Regions from separate parts of the Cricetulus griseus genome. Here region 1 is linked to region 2. The links are chromatin contacts, called in public Micro-C maps. All regions are on one chromosome and are shown on one strand. Each heading gives the region's core, a stretch centred on a gene start, on an enhancer-like site or on the middle of the called end of the contact. The rest is flanking DNA. Distances are from core to core; before and after follow the strand shown.

Region 1 (3,743 bases), core at 825-3,324, 220 kb before region 2:
ACTGGAAATCTTCAGGGAAAAATGCATTTAAAACACTTTTTTTTTTTTAAGGAAAGACTAGTATATTTATTATGTTCTCTTTTTCTAAGTAATCTGTGGACAAAGGAAGCCCCACTGATTCACCCCAGGGGACCCCAGGCTGCTGAGCAAGCCCCCATGCTTGAGCACTACTTTAGCCCATTGTTGGGGTGATTGCTTCTGTAGTCACCCGTGCAGACAGGAGATGCAGGCCAGGCAGAGGGAGGAGCCAGCTGAGAGGCCTACCTTCTGGGTGTGACCTTCTCAGCTCACCGGCCCTGTCTCTGGAATCCAGCCATAGGAACCCCAACAAGGATGGGCTGATACCCAAAGTTGATAGCTGTGGCAGCACGACGAGGCCAGAGTAGGGGCCTCCTATGGGGCCCCTGAGCAATCTGGACTAGACCATAGGAGCCCCTTGGGACTGAGACACCCCCCCCATTAGATGCACACTGTTCTCCGAAGATGTCTTTCTTTCCATCCCACCTCTTCTGGCCTTGGGGACCTGTGGCCTCTCTGTAGCAATTCCAATATCCTGAAGTGGTCTGCTTTGCTGACCCTTGGCACCATGATAAAGGAAAAGGGAAAGTAGTCCAGTTCTTTCTCCAAGCTCTGTAGCCCAGAGTTGCCTGGCCTGGTTCCCAGGACCCATTCTCTAGTGCCTTAACCGAGGCTGTGGCCCCTGAACTCCACCAAGGAGGCAGCCCCTGCCTGAAGCCCTTGGCTTTCTCCATGGAATCCCAAGTGTCCTGACTAAAAGCCAACACCATAGCCCCTCTCCCAGGAGGGTTACCATCCCAGCTTGCCTATGGGGCAGCCATTCCAGATGGCCAGTGCTGGGAACTGTTGACCTCTCTCAGGCTTCCAGCCTCCCTTGGCACTGGAGTTGAATTAAACCAGTTCTTTTAGGTGGCGGGTTTCCTCTCATGGGGGTTGGGGGAGCGTCTGTGAGCCAGAGGAGGCTTCGGATGAAAGGTTCCCAGCCCCATCTGGCCTACAGGGAAGTCACCCGATAGTAGATGTATGGGTTCCCGCTAGGTGGCGCTCACTGTGGTTCTCATGATGGCTGTAGGGAGGCAAGCCTCTGTGAGCTGTGAGTCCAGTGGTGACACCACTTGGCAGGCCATGCTCCCACATTGCACAGCACCCCCCTCCCCCATACCGTAGTCCTTCTTGGCCAGGAAGCCCAGAAATGCTGACTTGGCCCTGCTCGTTTTGGGTTAGCCTTAGCCCTGGGGCAGGGAGCTGCAAACTGGCCCCTGACAATGTCCCTGATCCCTGTAAGCATGTTCAAGGTCTCGTAGCTCTTCTGGGAAAGATTACACAGGAAGTAGGAAGGTGAGTGGAACCATGCCCTGCCACATGGAGGTGGGCCTTCTGGGCCCACAGCCTCTGCCCCTCCTGCTCCGTCCTCTTGCCTCCCTGTGGAGAGGCAGTCCTGGAAAGAGGCCAGCACGGGTATGTAGAAGCAGGATCCTGAGCTGGGGTTCAGCAATACAGTTACTGCTCAGGGGGTGCAAGGCAGCCGCAGCAGAAAGGCCCAGGCTGAGCAGAGATGGATGGGTACAAAAGCGGCAGCCACCGGCCCCACCTCCCACCCCCACCCCCGCCCTGCGCCCTCCAGAGATTTGAGGAAGGCAGAAGTGAGAAGGGCAGCTGCTCTCAGAAAGACCCCTGCTCTCAAGCCTGGGAGCTTCCCTGCAGGTACAAGGACATAGGGTTTGGAGCTGGGGAATCTATTTTTTGTATTATTATGTTTTGTGCTACTGTAGTTTTGGTGTGGCACTATTGTAATTAAAATAAAGTACTTGTACCAAGTGCCATGTGTATGAATGTTCGATCTTATTGGGTGATGTGTTTCCTGTGGGAGCATGAGATGGACCTCCCTTGGCTTCTCTGCCTCTTAAACTCCTTCCCGTCCTTCAAGGCCCCACACAATAGCAACTCCTCCAGGAAGCCCTTTCTCGCCTCCTAGTCCACACAGGCTTCTATTTCCAACTAGGGTGTGTGGGTTTGCTGAGCCAACACAGAAACCACAAACTCGCTGACTAACATGACAGAAATTCATTATCTCATAGTTCTGGAGGTTCAAAGACCAAGATCAAAGTGTTGACAGGGTTGGGTCCTTCTTGAGGTGTCAGGAAGAATGCTCCAGGCCTCTCTCCTGGCTCCTGATGGCATCACACCCAGGAATGTATGGGACAGAGGTGGCACCGGCTGCTGCCCACCCCTTTCCCAAGAAGGGACACATAACATCTCCTGTCAGATTCCCAATGTCCCCCAGGCCCCAGCCTGCAGATATCAGTACCGTTTTGTTCTTTTGGGACAGCGTTTCCTCTAGAGCTTTGGCTGTCCTGGAACTCACTCTGTAGAACAAGCTGGCTTCGAACTCAGAGATCCACCTGCTTCTGCCTCCTGAGTGCTGGGATTAAAGGCATGCGCCACCGCTGCCTGCCTCATCGGTACTCTTAACAGACCCCTTTCCCAACAACCAAGAGAACAGATGGCCTCTTGGTCCCCAGCCCTGAGTCCTGAGCCCCCATGTCGCTTCTCTGCCGTCATCAGCAGTGGCCCTCCTCATGCAGGGCTCGAGCTTGCCCTTCCAGCTGAGGACCGTGGAGACAACAGAGCCCTGTCTTCAGAATAACTGGGAAATGTAAATGATCTGAAGTCATTAACTGTGAACCAGAGAGCCAGCAGGGTATACTGTGCTTAGAGGGATTAGAGAAGCCTTTAAATACTCCCAGACTCCAGTACAGCAATGGGCCTAAGGTCAAATGGCTTCACAAAGAGCTGCACCGCTTCACTCGGAGATGAGAAGAAGCGCAGAGGCATAGCCTGGCCGTGCCCAGAAAGGTCCATGCTGTAAATGATTCCAATGTCCCCCCAAGCTAAACTGTAACTCCAGCATACTCACAAGCAGAACCCCAATGTACTTATCGGGGAGAGAGTGCCTATGTGAGTGGGTGTGGTGCTGGGTGAGAGCTTCGGGACTGGTGGACACTACAGCCACTTAGTTGTCATTGTCATTGTAACAGGCTTTCTCTTGGGCCACAAACCAGCTTCCAGATCAGGACAAGGAGACTTATTATTAATTATGAATGCTTGACATTATCGTACGCTTGTCCCACTAGCTCTTACAACTCAAATTAACCTGTTTCTCTCCATCTACATTTTGCCTCAGGGCCTTTTACCTTTCTTTCATTCTGTATGTCCAGCTTTCGCTGCTTCCTCCATGGCTGCTTGGCGGCTGCCTGACAGGCTGACCCCAGGTGTCTCCCTCTTATTCTCCTCCCATTTTCTGTTCTGGAGCCTAGATTCCTCCTACACATTCTCTCTGCCCACAAGCTCCACCTATCCCTGTCCTGCCTAGCTACTGGCCATTCAGCTTTTTATTAGAACAATCAGATGCCTTAGGCAGGCAAGGGGAGCAGCAGCACATCTTTCTTTACACTGTTAAACAAATGCAGCATAAACAGATGTTCTGAAACATATCTTTTTTTTTTTTTTTTTTGAGACAGGGTCTCTCCGTGTCACAGCAGCTGTCCTAGAACTTACTTTGTAGACCAGGCTGGCCTCAAACTCACAGAGATCTGCCTGCTTCTACCTCCTGAGTGCTGTAACTAAAGGTGTGTCATTGCCTGACCGATACACTGTCATCTTAAATAATTTGTTAAGCTGATTGATGTTGATTAGAAATGCACAGGAGTGGCCAGGCGTTGGTG
Region 2 (3,662 bases), core at 216-2,715:
TGTCATTTTTTATATAATGTACCATTAGAAATGCACTAGTACCAGAGGCCTGTAATCTTTGCTGTTTCGAAAGCTGAGGCAGCAGGGTCAACCGCTACAGAGAATATTTAAGGCCTCACTAGGCGACTTAGTGAGTGAGACACTGTCGCAAAATAAGGCCAGGAATGGCTGAAGATGCAGCTTGGTGGGAAGTGCTTGCCTAGTATGTGAGACACGTGGTCCCATCCCCAGTACCACAAAAGAATGTACAGATTCCAGTCTTTGCTTTGGACCCCTTACCTCACTTTTCCCAGATGTGTGTATATGCGCTGTGCTCAGAGCAACAGAATTGTGTTGACTCTGGTTCTACTGTCCCTGCAGCTGACTGTCCTACCTTCCGAGTGGACACTGCCGTGATCAAGCAGAGAGTGCCCATCTTACTCAAGTACCTAGACTCAGACACAGAGAAGGAACTGCAAGCACTTTATGCACTACAAGCGTCAATAGTAAAACTTGACCAACCTGCCAGTAAGTTCCCATCTTGGCACAGAGAGGCCAACCTATCAAGGAGAACTTGTAGTACTTGAAAGTTGGGGTTTGGACATGGGCAGTAGGACGACTTGCAGCAACCTTTAGAATCAACCATGTGAAAACCTGTGTGAAAAATGCTACGTCTAGTTTAGCTGGGCAGTGGTGGTGCATGCCTTAAATCCCAGCCCGCAGGAGGCAGATGCCAGCTTGGTCTACAGAGCAAGTTCCAGGACAGCCAGGGCTGGACAAAGAAACACTGTCTCAAAAAGCCTGGATGGGGTTGGGGTGTCTAGTTTAGGGCCTAAAGAGGTATAAGGTACAGTTCAATTGTGAAGAGCATTGGCTCAGTTCCCAGCACCTACATGGCCACTCACAACCATCTGGAACTCCACTTCCTGGAAATCCTGCGCCCTCTTTTGGTCTCTAGAGCCACCAGGCATGTACTTGGTGCACAGTAGCAAATGTATTTTTCTCTAATGTTCATGTACAGAAAACACCCAAACACATAAAATTTTAAATATAATTTTAAAAAGTCTAGTTGAACTATGCAGGTAGCGCACTTCATCCCAGCATATGGGGGTGGCTAAGGGCAAGGGGAGCATATCTTCTCAAAGAAAAGAAGTAAACCTGGTATAGAAGGTGGATCCTCTCCATAGGCCAGATCTGATGGAACCTCCTGTGTCACGGTGGATGTGTATACAATCCACTGCTCATTGTGGGGACCTGGTCACCTAAGATGCTTGTGGCCGTGGTGACTAAGTTCTGAATCTTCCATTTTATTTAACTTGTATTTAGTTGACCCTATGTGGATATATCAGAAGCATATTGAATAGCTTTGAGGCTGGCCAGTGATTTCAGCATCCTGAGCCACTGGCATTTGCTAAGGCATCAGTTACTCGCACACCCTAGTGTTAGGTGCTGGCCAGTGATTCACGCCCTCAGGAATTCACTGCAGTTTGTGCACATGGGTGGAGCTTATTTCAGGGACGGCCTTGAGTGGTTCCCAGACACTGCTTGGGTTATGGCTTTCGCAACTTGGAAAGTGAAAGTACCCCTGAATCTTCCTGGGAGACAGAAAGGGCTAAAACAAATTATCCTCAGAACGTAAGTCTGAATCCAAAACTGTAATTGTTTTTCCTTCTCCCAAAATCATGTGAGGTCATGTAACAGGACAGCGTGCTTTTTTGAGCTCTTGCAGAAGATGACACTAGCTTTTCAGATGAGATGCTGTCTGATGAAATGACTGCTTGGTTGACATTAGGAATCATATTGACCTCAGTCATCCTGAGAACTGTTGGTTTGGAAACCTGCAGCTGACAGACTTGTGGCCTTGCTCCATGCCCCTGTAGATCAACTAGAGTTATTTATTTTATTTTAGTTGGGTTGGGGAGGGGGGTGCATGATTTATTTCAGTGTTAGATAATGTAGTTAAAAAATTAATCTAAAAATGTAACTAAGAATCTGTCTGGTTCTCATATTTATTGGCATTTATCATTCATTCACTGCTGAGTCCATTAGTGTGATGATCAGGAAGCTGACTACAAGTGACTCTTAAAGGCCACACATTTAATCTCAGCACTCACTGAGCAGAGGCAAGCGGATCTCCGTAAGTTCAAGGCCAGCCAGAGCTACATAGTGAAATACCTTCATGAAGGAATTTTCTTTTTCTCTCTTGCAGTGCTGTGGGTTGAACTCTCTTCCAAGGAACTCTTAAAGGAAGAATAACTACATTTAAAGGAGTTTAATGTCTCTAACAGCATTATCCCTTTCTTGCGTAGTAATACAAGTTTCCACTGTAAGAGAAAAATAATTTCAGTTGTTCAAAAAGTTGAGACATTTAAGATACCAAAATGCAGAGATCACCTGGGCCTGCATTTTTCATGTAGTCACTCTTTGTTTTCAGTACAGCCTTAGAATTTTTAAATTGTTTAATTTGGTAACTACATGATAGGAGACAGCCTCACCAGTATGTGAACATCATTGGATTTGAATAAAATAAAGGTATAAAGGTAATGTAGCTGCTTAGGGTTTTCTTCTGCAAATAGGTGCCACGTCCCTCGGCACCCATCCAGAGCGTGTGGTGCATGGTCCTAGGAAGCCAGCAGTAGTTGGTTGTGTTGATTCACTCATTCCCTGCGTTGATTCATTCATTCATTCATTCATTCGTCCACTGCTTGCATTGCTTACTCATTCACACACCATTGCTTCCCCTTGCTACTGCAGTGCCCAGACCAATGGCTGTTTTCACCCACTTGCAGATTTGCTCCGGATGTTTTTTGATTGCCTGTATGATGAGGAGGTGATCTCAGAGGATGCCTTCTACAAATGGGAGAGCAGCAAGGACCCTGCAGAGCAGAACGGGAAGGGCGTGGCCCTCAAATCTGTCACAGCATTTTTCACGTGGCTGCGGGAAGCGGAAGAGGAGTCTGAGGATAACTAATACTTCAAATACACAAACGAAACAAAAGAAACAATTTAAGTATTTTTTTAAAAAGTTTCACGTCTTCGCCAATCACAGTGCAGCAAGGCCAACTCTCGCAGAAACCCCACGTGTGCACGAGTGGGAGAGGGAAAGGAAACAGGTGATCATGGAGGATAAAGGTGCTGGAACCAGGAGACAGCAGACCTGAGGGCGGGAGCTCGGAAACCAAAATACATGTACTATTTATAGAAAATATTTTCTGTTTTAATCTTTTCTTTTTAAACGAGGACTCATACTTAAAAAAAAAAAAAAAAAAGCAAAAAAAAAAAAAAAAGGAAAGGAAAAAAAAAAACAGTTGAGAACTTTTAATTTATTTTAAGGACTGCAAATGCCAGTGTGTAATTTTTTAATTTGCAGTTTCTGTAAACAACTTGTATAATAGAAAAGCAGAAAAATAAATTTCCCTTCCCTTCAGATGCACCTCACATTTGTGTTAAGACATAGCTGTTAGTCCAGATTTGAGAAGGTTTGGGGTGAACAAGGTAAGAAAGATCCTCTCTCTCTCTCTCTCTCTCTCTCTCTCTCTCTCTCTCTCTCTCCCTCCCTCTCTCTCCCTCCCCCCTCTCTCTCTCATCCTCATTTCTCTCTCTCTGTCTCTCTTTCTCTCTCTCTGCCTCTCTCTGTTGCCCCACTCCCACCCCTGGCATCAGATCTTTCTGCCTGCCTCTCA

What was found. Hi-C and Micro-C count contacts between places; a contact is called where the count stands out from the background.
Region 1: a contact with region 2 is called in a Micro-C map of the CHO-K1 cell line, with 5 times the contacts expected there. The contact joins two enhancer-like sites. A contact is called at or near these places in 5 of 8 Hi-C or Micro-C datasets (the CHK-Q cell line, the CHO-K1 cell line, fibroblasts and 1 more).

The regions. Positions count from the first base shown.
Region 1 is chr2:15,372,647-15,376,389 of CriGri-PICRH-1.0, reverse strand. It overlaps a transcript of Ece1 not described here. Among named protein-coding and RNA genes, the nearest start is that of Eif4g3, 18 kb to the right of the region's middle. Within about 2 kb of position 2,074, at least 2 of the 6 cell types and tissues checked have open chromatin away from gene starts, as enhancers often do. A contact at or near this core is called in the CHO-K1 cell line and fibroblasts, where this site is marked.
Region 2 is chr2:15,151,269-15,154,930 of CriGri-PICRH-1.0, reverse strand. Eif4g3 (eukaryotic translation initiation factor 4 gamma 3) reads left to right here. Exons shown (of 34, transcript XM_035439492.1): 33 at 361-507; 34 at 2,769-3,662. The coding sequence ends at 2,950. Among named protein-coding and RNA genes, the nearest start is that of Hp1bp3, 16 kb to the right of the region's middle. Within about 2 kb of position 1,465, at least 2 of the 6 cell types and tissues checked have open chromatin away from gene starts, as enhancers often do. A contact at or near this core is called in the CHO-K1 cell line and fibroblasts, where this site is marked.